Linked DNA regions of Gossypium arboreum: region 1 is linked to region 2. The links are chromatin contacts, called in public Hi-C maps. All regions are on one chromosome and are shown on one strand. Each heading gives the region's core, a stretch centred on a gene start, on an enhancer-like site or on the middle of the called end of the contact. The rest is flanking DNA. Distances are from core to core; before and after follow the strand shown. Region 1 holds the start of LOC108470611 (cation/calcium exchanger 4-like). Region 2 holds the start of LOC108473556 (mitotic spindle checkpoint protein MAD1).

Region 1 (3,512 bases), core at 421-2,920, 200 kb after region 2:
AAAGCCCACATCACCTTTGCTATTCCACAGAAATCCTAACAGAACAGGAGCCAATGAAACACTAGCCACAGCATATGGTTTTGACCATGATTCCTGATCAACTAGAGGAATTGTTAGCCTCCTTGGAACTGTCAGCGGCAACTCCAGGAGCGATAATAATTTAGAGCAAGAGAATGGTGACTCATTAGTTTCCATGCCCTCTTCAGTCCAACCCCATGGAGGCCTGTCTTCAGCTAATGGACTGGCTTTCATGAATTGATTGGAATATATAGCAACATTTGAAGCCCACATCCATTGTGGCAGGGAACTAGGTAGATGGGGTGGATCATTTCCAGTGTCCACGTCCAGCAGATAACTATAAAGAAAAGTATCCTCTTCGTTTCCTTGTGAAAACAGATTTCCTCGGACAGGAAGCAATGGTGTAACAACATCCAATTTCAACCCCCCAGTATGTTTCCACAGAATCTCATTTGCAACCACAGAAAATGCATAAATCACATAGATCATGACAAATGCAATGGCACCCCAAATACTCACCTTGCCAATTATCAATATCATTGTAAGTGACATGAGCGTAAAAAGGAAGAAACAGATATCCCTAATGAAGCATCTTTTATCAATCTGAACCCCGGTCCCCGCTACACAAAGGGAGACAGCCCCTACAACAACACAAGTAACAAAAACTCCACCACCTAACACGCTATTAAGACCCACTCCACCTGTATCCGTCCCCAAAAATGCAGCTATACTTGCAAACACATCCGGTGCCCCATTTCCCAATGGAAGGAGTGCAACCCCAGCAACAGTTGGAGGCAACATAAGCAGATATGAAAGCTTCTCCAATGAACGGCAAAAGTAGTCCGCTGCAGTGTTACCCAAAAGATAAAACAAAGAAACAAGCCAAACACCCAATATCAAATAGCCCACTATCCTAAATTCTCCACAACCACAATAGAAGAACTTAATGTAATCAAAGAATCCATCTGAAGAACACTGTGGATTCGATTCCAGGAACTCACATTGATTAGCAAAACCCTGATGATTATTCAATCCGGTACAGAAAACAGGATGGCCCAAGCTTACATTCAACTCATTCTGCTGGCCCTTCCCAAAAGCTAAATTTGACGAACTGGCATCAAGTTCGCTAATTTTTCGACGAATTATACCGACGTGATCAAGTACGGTTCTTTGATTCAAATTATAATTAATAAGCCCAGACGATTGGCTAATGTGAGGGTTCCTTAAGAAATCAACCCGGGTGCAAAAAAAGAACAGTAGAATAATGGCAGATAATCCATTGAAAATCCCATGAAATTTGGGACTTTTTGAAACATAAAGACAATTATTACTCATAAATAAAATCTCTTTATCTAAAATAAAACATCAAGCTTTTAAAAATTCCTACAAAGTGAATTAGGCTAGGGTTTTCAGCTAAGGAACTAGGAAACCCCAGCCTTTGAATTCAGAAGAGAAAATGAATATGAAATTTAGGATACTTACCGATGACCCCAAGATTAAAGAGGAACTGGAATTTAATGGCTCTTTTTGGGACAGTTTTTCCAACGCAGAAGTTCGTTGACAATAATAATCAGGGAATTTTTGAAAAAATTAATTTGGAGGAGAAGTTGGTTAGAAATTTCTCATGACTGCTATTTTTTCCTTTTCTTTATCACCCTTTATTATTTATATTAATATATACTATTTTTTAATGAGTGCTAATTTTTTATTACATTTTTATAAAATTTAAAAGTTATTTTTTTCAATTAAGAAAAACTATTTTACTCGTGTTAATTTCATGCTTTATTAATAAGAGAATCATGGTTTGCAAAATCCAATCGGTTTCACTAATTTATTTAAAAATATTATACGTAATTTTTATGTGTTTATATTTCTAATTCTTTAAATGGTATAATTTTACAATTTAAAATATATATATTTACTAATTAAATGAACATAGGTATAATTTATAATAAAATTCTACTATTTTTGATAAATAATTTAGAGAATAAAATGTTTTAAAAGTAATGAAAATAGAAAATAATTGATAATAAAATATTAAATAATTAGATAAAATAAAATTGAATTAATATATAAATTATTAAAATTAATATAGAAATTTGGAACTAAGAGGACAAATTTAATGTTATATTACCTTATAATCAATTAAATAAATTTTCAATCTCTTTTCGATACTATTGTTGTTCGAATATGATTCGACTACTAACTTATTATTACTAATTATCTCCATATGCTACTTGATTGAATGTGTTTAACTATTTGATAATATTCTCTAATATTAATTAAGTGATAATTAATGGATAAAATAAAACTCAATTTTACAACAATCTTTCTTTTAATTGATTTAACATAGTACTTTGCCTCTAATAAACTTAAATTAAATTATAATTAGATTTAAATATCAATTAAAAGATTTAAATTAAATTATATTTATTACTTAAAATAAATTTAAAATTTATGTCTCATATATTAAAATATTAATAATGAGTTACAATAAAGTATTTTAATATTTTTATAATAATTTAAGTTGATGTATTTTATATATCATAATATTATAAATTTGAATATTATTTAAATTTATATTTTTACTTTATAATATCAAATCTACAATAAACATTTTATCCTTTCAAAAATATTTTTAACAAATTTACTAAATATTTAAAGCTTAAATCAAATTTTTCGGTATAAGTAAAATTTTTAATTACCATACTTTTTTTTTTTATTCGCTATATCTCGGTTTACTGAGATAGTGTTTGGGATTTGTGACTACCATTTTCAATAATCTTGTCTCCAAAATTTGAATTTACATTCTTTTGAGAATGTAATAGGTCTTACCAAATGCACCCAACACTTAATGGTGATCACAAATACTACTTCAAGTTAACCTTATATTAATATTTAGATGTCAATACAATTTGTAATTATTACAATACTTAAATAAAAACTAAAACTTTTAAATTAAATTATAATTATTTTTAGTTGTCAATCTAATAATATGATAAAAAAAGAGAGAATATTTTTATTTATTCAAAACTTTATCTAAATTCATGCTTTTATATATATATTATAGATAGATAATATCTTAAACATTCATTATACATTATAAATTCAATTAAAAGATTAGCAAAGCTAATTTTATTGACTCTAAAACTTGGAATGTTTTAAAACATTATTGAAAGACTAATACACTAAACTAAAGTCAAAGTAGTTACAAAACATTAAAATATTCCAATCCATAACCCAAATATTAAAAACATTACAATCCTTAATTCATGATGCGAAATCTTGGGAATAATTTTTTTTTTTTTTGAAATTAAAATTGGCCGGGTACTTTATTTGGAAAAAGAAAACTAAAATAGGCCCAAACAGATCAATTGGGCTCAATCCTACTCTGGCTAGGAACATACAAAAGAAGAACGGCCTTACTGGACAGTTTAATAGTGGAGGCCTCCTAAAGGAATTAAAAAAAGAAAAGAACTATTAACTGGATAAGA
Region 2 (3,473 bases), core at 42-2,541:
CAACCACAGGTAGCTCGTTATTAGCATTTTAAATTGCGTTAAGCATCTATTTTAAGATGTTCAAAACCTCACCGCAACCTCATAAGTTTTCCTCTTTCCCCTCATGGGAACCCTATAAGCCTTCAGCACTATAAAACAACTGGTAAAAGTAAACAGAATGTAAATTATAAATCACTATGCACGAACAAATGAGAAGTCAGCCCTTTATATAAGAACTTTTTGTTAATATTAAGGTACCATTTGGTTGTTGTTTTTGCTATTTGCTTGTTACTTGTTGAAGCACAAAGGACAAAGGGTTCGGACATTTCAGAATAGTTGAAATGCTGTTTTTCTTTTCAGGACAAAATGAATGTATGACTTTACTATTGTATTGAATAACTAATCTATGTTAGAATCGGTATTGCACTTCAGTCATTTCTTCAATTTTAATTAATTACAATTTATCTTTTCTGCGATATCTTATCCTAGAAAGCAAAACACAAACAAGTAAATGAAGCATAAACACACGCGGAAAGTCCTTTGGGAAAAGAACAACAGCATTGAGTAAAACTTAATGCATTCGTCATTTTGCAAAATATGCACAAAAATGCAATATCCATACAAATAGAAGTGTACTTAACAAATTCACAAGACCAAAGTGTAGATATAATCTACCGGCTTTAGAAAGGTTTTCATTTAAAATCTCTAGTTTGGACTGATAATCACGAATTTGCTTCTCCGCATTGCTCAAGGCATCTATAAAATCTGCTTTGACCTAAGAAAATAAAACAATAAAATTAAGAAATAAAGCAAGAAAGAAAAAAGCAAATTGGAATATGAATGCTAAAATCTGCTTTGACCTAAGAAAATAAAACAATGAAATTAAGAAAGAAAGCAAGAAAGAAAAAAGCAAATTGGAATATGAATGCTAACTGATGCAGGAATTAACACAAGACTACCATCTGTCGGCATTGATAAGTGCAGAGGAGGTGATCAGAGGGCTGGTGAGGCGACTCCGGCGGAGGCGCCGCCAGAGGATTGTCCTCATAGATGACGAGACGTCCCTCGGAAGCTACTTGCGGTGACGGACTCTCGTGAAGTATGGGTTCGGCTCTTTGCTTCTTGGGTGGTGGAGTCCTCAGGATCATATTGTCTCCACAAATTCAAATTTCTAGGGTTTCTCTCTCTTTTTCTCAACAATTCAAAATCAAATTTGGAAGAAAGGAAAATGGCGCATTTCTATTCTATGTTCGGGCAATGACAAAGCGCCCGTCACTTCTGGACCAAATAGTTTTGATGCATCATTTAGTCCCTAAATATATAGTTTTTTCCTATTTTGATCCTTAAAGTTTGTTTTTTACTCAGATTAGGTTTTTTGCGGATCACTGATTTGGTCCTTTTGACATTAAAAAAATTATAAGGATAAAAAGTTCTCAAGAAAATACCAAAAAATAAATTAAGCCTATTGAGTATTTTTGTGTGTCTGTCTCTCAAAGGGGGTTAATTTATTTATTTATATGATACGGTTCATAACGTCCTAAGTAGGCTCCCATGAATGCCAACACGTACCTTATTCTAAGATCCACACGTGTTCTCTAGGTGTTCGTTTGCCTGCATAGTGATGCGAACCTACCTTATAGAGCTCATGAAAGGATACGAACTCACCACGAATTCACTATGTGTGAACTCATGTAAAGATGTGAACTATGCAGATTACAAGTAGGTTCCAATCAGGTAACCGGGTACTGGGCCGATAATAGCGGACACCATAACAATTTGTCTTCCACTTAGTTTGAATAAGAGTTATAAAGTGGCTCTTCTTAGAACTTGGTTAAGTGAAGTGAGGGATTTATAAGAATGAAACTTATTATATATGCACTTCACTCAAAATTGTTGTTCAAGTTTTGTCAGATGTTAAAGGGATGTACAGTTGTACGATGCTAATTGAGCCTTCGCTCTTGGATATGTGAATCTTCATGCTTTGAATGCTTTGAATTTCTTTAAAAGGATCAGACTTTAACCCTAAATTTGAACCGTTTGGGTTTGAAATTTTTGAGAAAGAGACGTTGTTGAGAAGAACAGTCATGATTTAAGGTAAACTTCTTAAAATTTTCAAATACTCCTTCTAGTCATTCTAGATTTAGTTAGGTATTATGATTAGGGTAAGAAGAGGTGGTCTTAGTGGTCAGGGTAACCATAGTGGTTCAAAGAATGAACACTTGCAACTTCGTGAAGCTGGTGTACCTATAGAGACGACAGCTTATGCCTATACGACAAAGAACGAAGAAATGAGTTGTCATTCAACTGTTCGAGGCATTCAGGTGCCTAATTTTCCTATGACTTCTCAATTGTTGAAGGTTTGATGTGATTGAGTGATTCTAAAAAGGGTTTCTTACTTTTGCTGCATGTTGATCTGCCGTAATTTGGTATAGCAAATTAAACTAGTTTTCGCACTTTAGGAGCTTGAACATAAGTATTTTAGTTAAGTTTTAATTACATTTTCATAAGTTTAGCTAAGTTCAATAAAGTGTGTAATTTGAGTCTTTTGTTGACCTTAGAAGCCGAATGTGAGCTAATAGACTTTGTGAGCATATAGGAGATCATTAGAAGGCGTGTTAACTCGATACTGGTTACTGGGTTACAGCACAAAGCATTGGATGTTGCAACATAAGGAGTAGAATAGAAGAATTCTAAGACTGCCTTCAATGTCGCAACATACCCCTGAAGACATCCTGAATATGAGCATACTGCCCTTGATGTTGCAACACAGGAATTGGTGTCTCGCGACATCACCTCTGTACTTGAAATAATTACAAGCTAGGGACATTTTGGTCTGCACAATCAAATGTTAAGCACGAGGACAACCTGACCTAGGGTTAGGGACGACGACCACCCTAAAGTTTATAAATAGGCTCATTTAACACATGTTATACACACCTTTCATATTGTATATTTTTTTCTTTAAATCTAATATTTAGTTTTTCTCTTTTCTTAGGTTTAGATTTTATTTCAATTTTGGTTATTTACTTTTGTGGAGAGATCAGATTTGTGAAGTTCAATCAAAATCTATGAGGATTTGACGCTTAAATTTAAATACAAATCAAACTTTTTCTAAACTCTATTCTCTTGAATTGTTCTTCATGTTTATTCTTTTTATGAAGTTGATATTGTTTATTAAATCCAAGAGGAACTAATCCTCTTATGAGGGATTAGCGAGTGGAGATATGATTAATTAATTGTTTTGTAGGGGTTTATGAGTGGATCAACTTTTCAGGAGAGGAAGAACCTAAAACACTAGGCCTGACAACCCTAGGAAGTCATTACAGTGGGAATTAACCCAAATTTGGTATGACCTATCCGTGAACACTTTAATCCTGAATCGATCTGGACTGTGAGGTCAGTGGAAGATCAAAAGATCATGTTAGGATATTGACTAGTTGATTGAATAAGAAAACACGAGACGATAGTTGGTTATGATTACTATAATGAGCTAC

Evidence for each region. A called contact is a pair of places that touch in the nucleus more often than the background predicts.
Region 1: a contact with region 2 is called in a Hi-C map of leaf, with 3 times the contacts expected there. The contact joins the promoter of LOC108470611 here to the promoter of LOC108473556 in region 2. A contact is called at or near these places in 2 of 5 Hi-C or Micro-C datasets (both in leaf).

Annotation. Positions count from the first base shown.
Region 1 is chr6:16,329,364-16,332,875 of ASM2569848v2, forward strand. It overlaps LOC108470611 (cation/calcium exchanger 4-like), which reads right to left and starts at 1,671. Exons shown (of 1, transcript XM_017771970.2): 1 at 1-1,671. The coding sequence starts at 1,353. It overlaps LOC108473886, which reads left to right and starts at 3,467. Exons shown (of 2, transcript XR_008284268.1): 1 at 3,467-3,512.
Region 2 is chr6:16,130,832-16,134,304 of ASM2569848v2, forward strand. It overlaps LOC108473556 (mitotic spindle checkpoint protein MAD1), which reads right to left and starts at 1,292. Exons shown (of 15, transcript XM_053029724.1): 1 at 939-1,292; 2 at 655-754. The coding sequence starts at 1,127.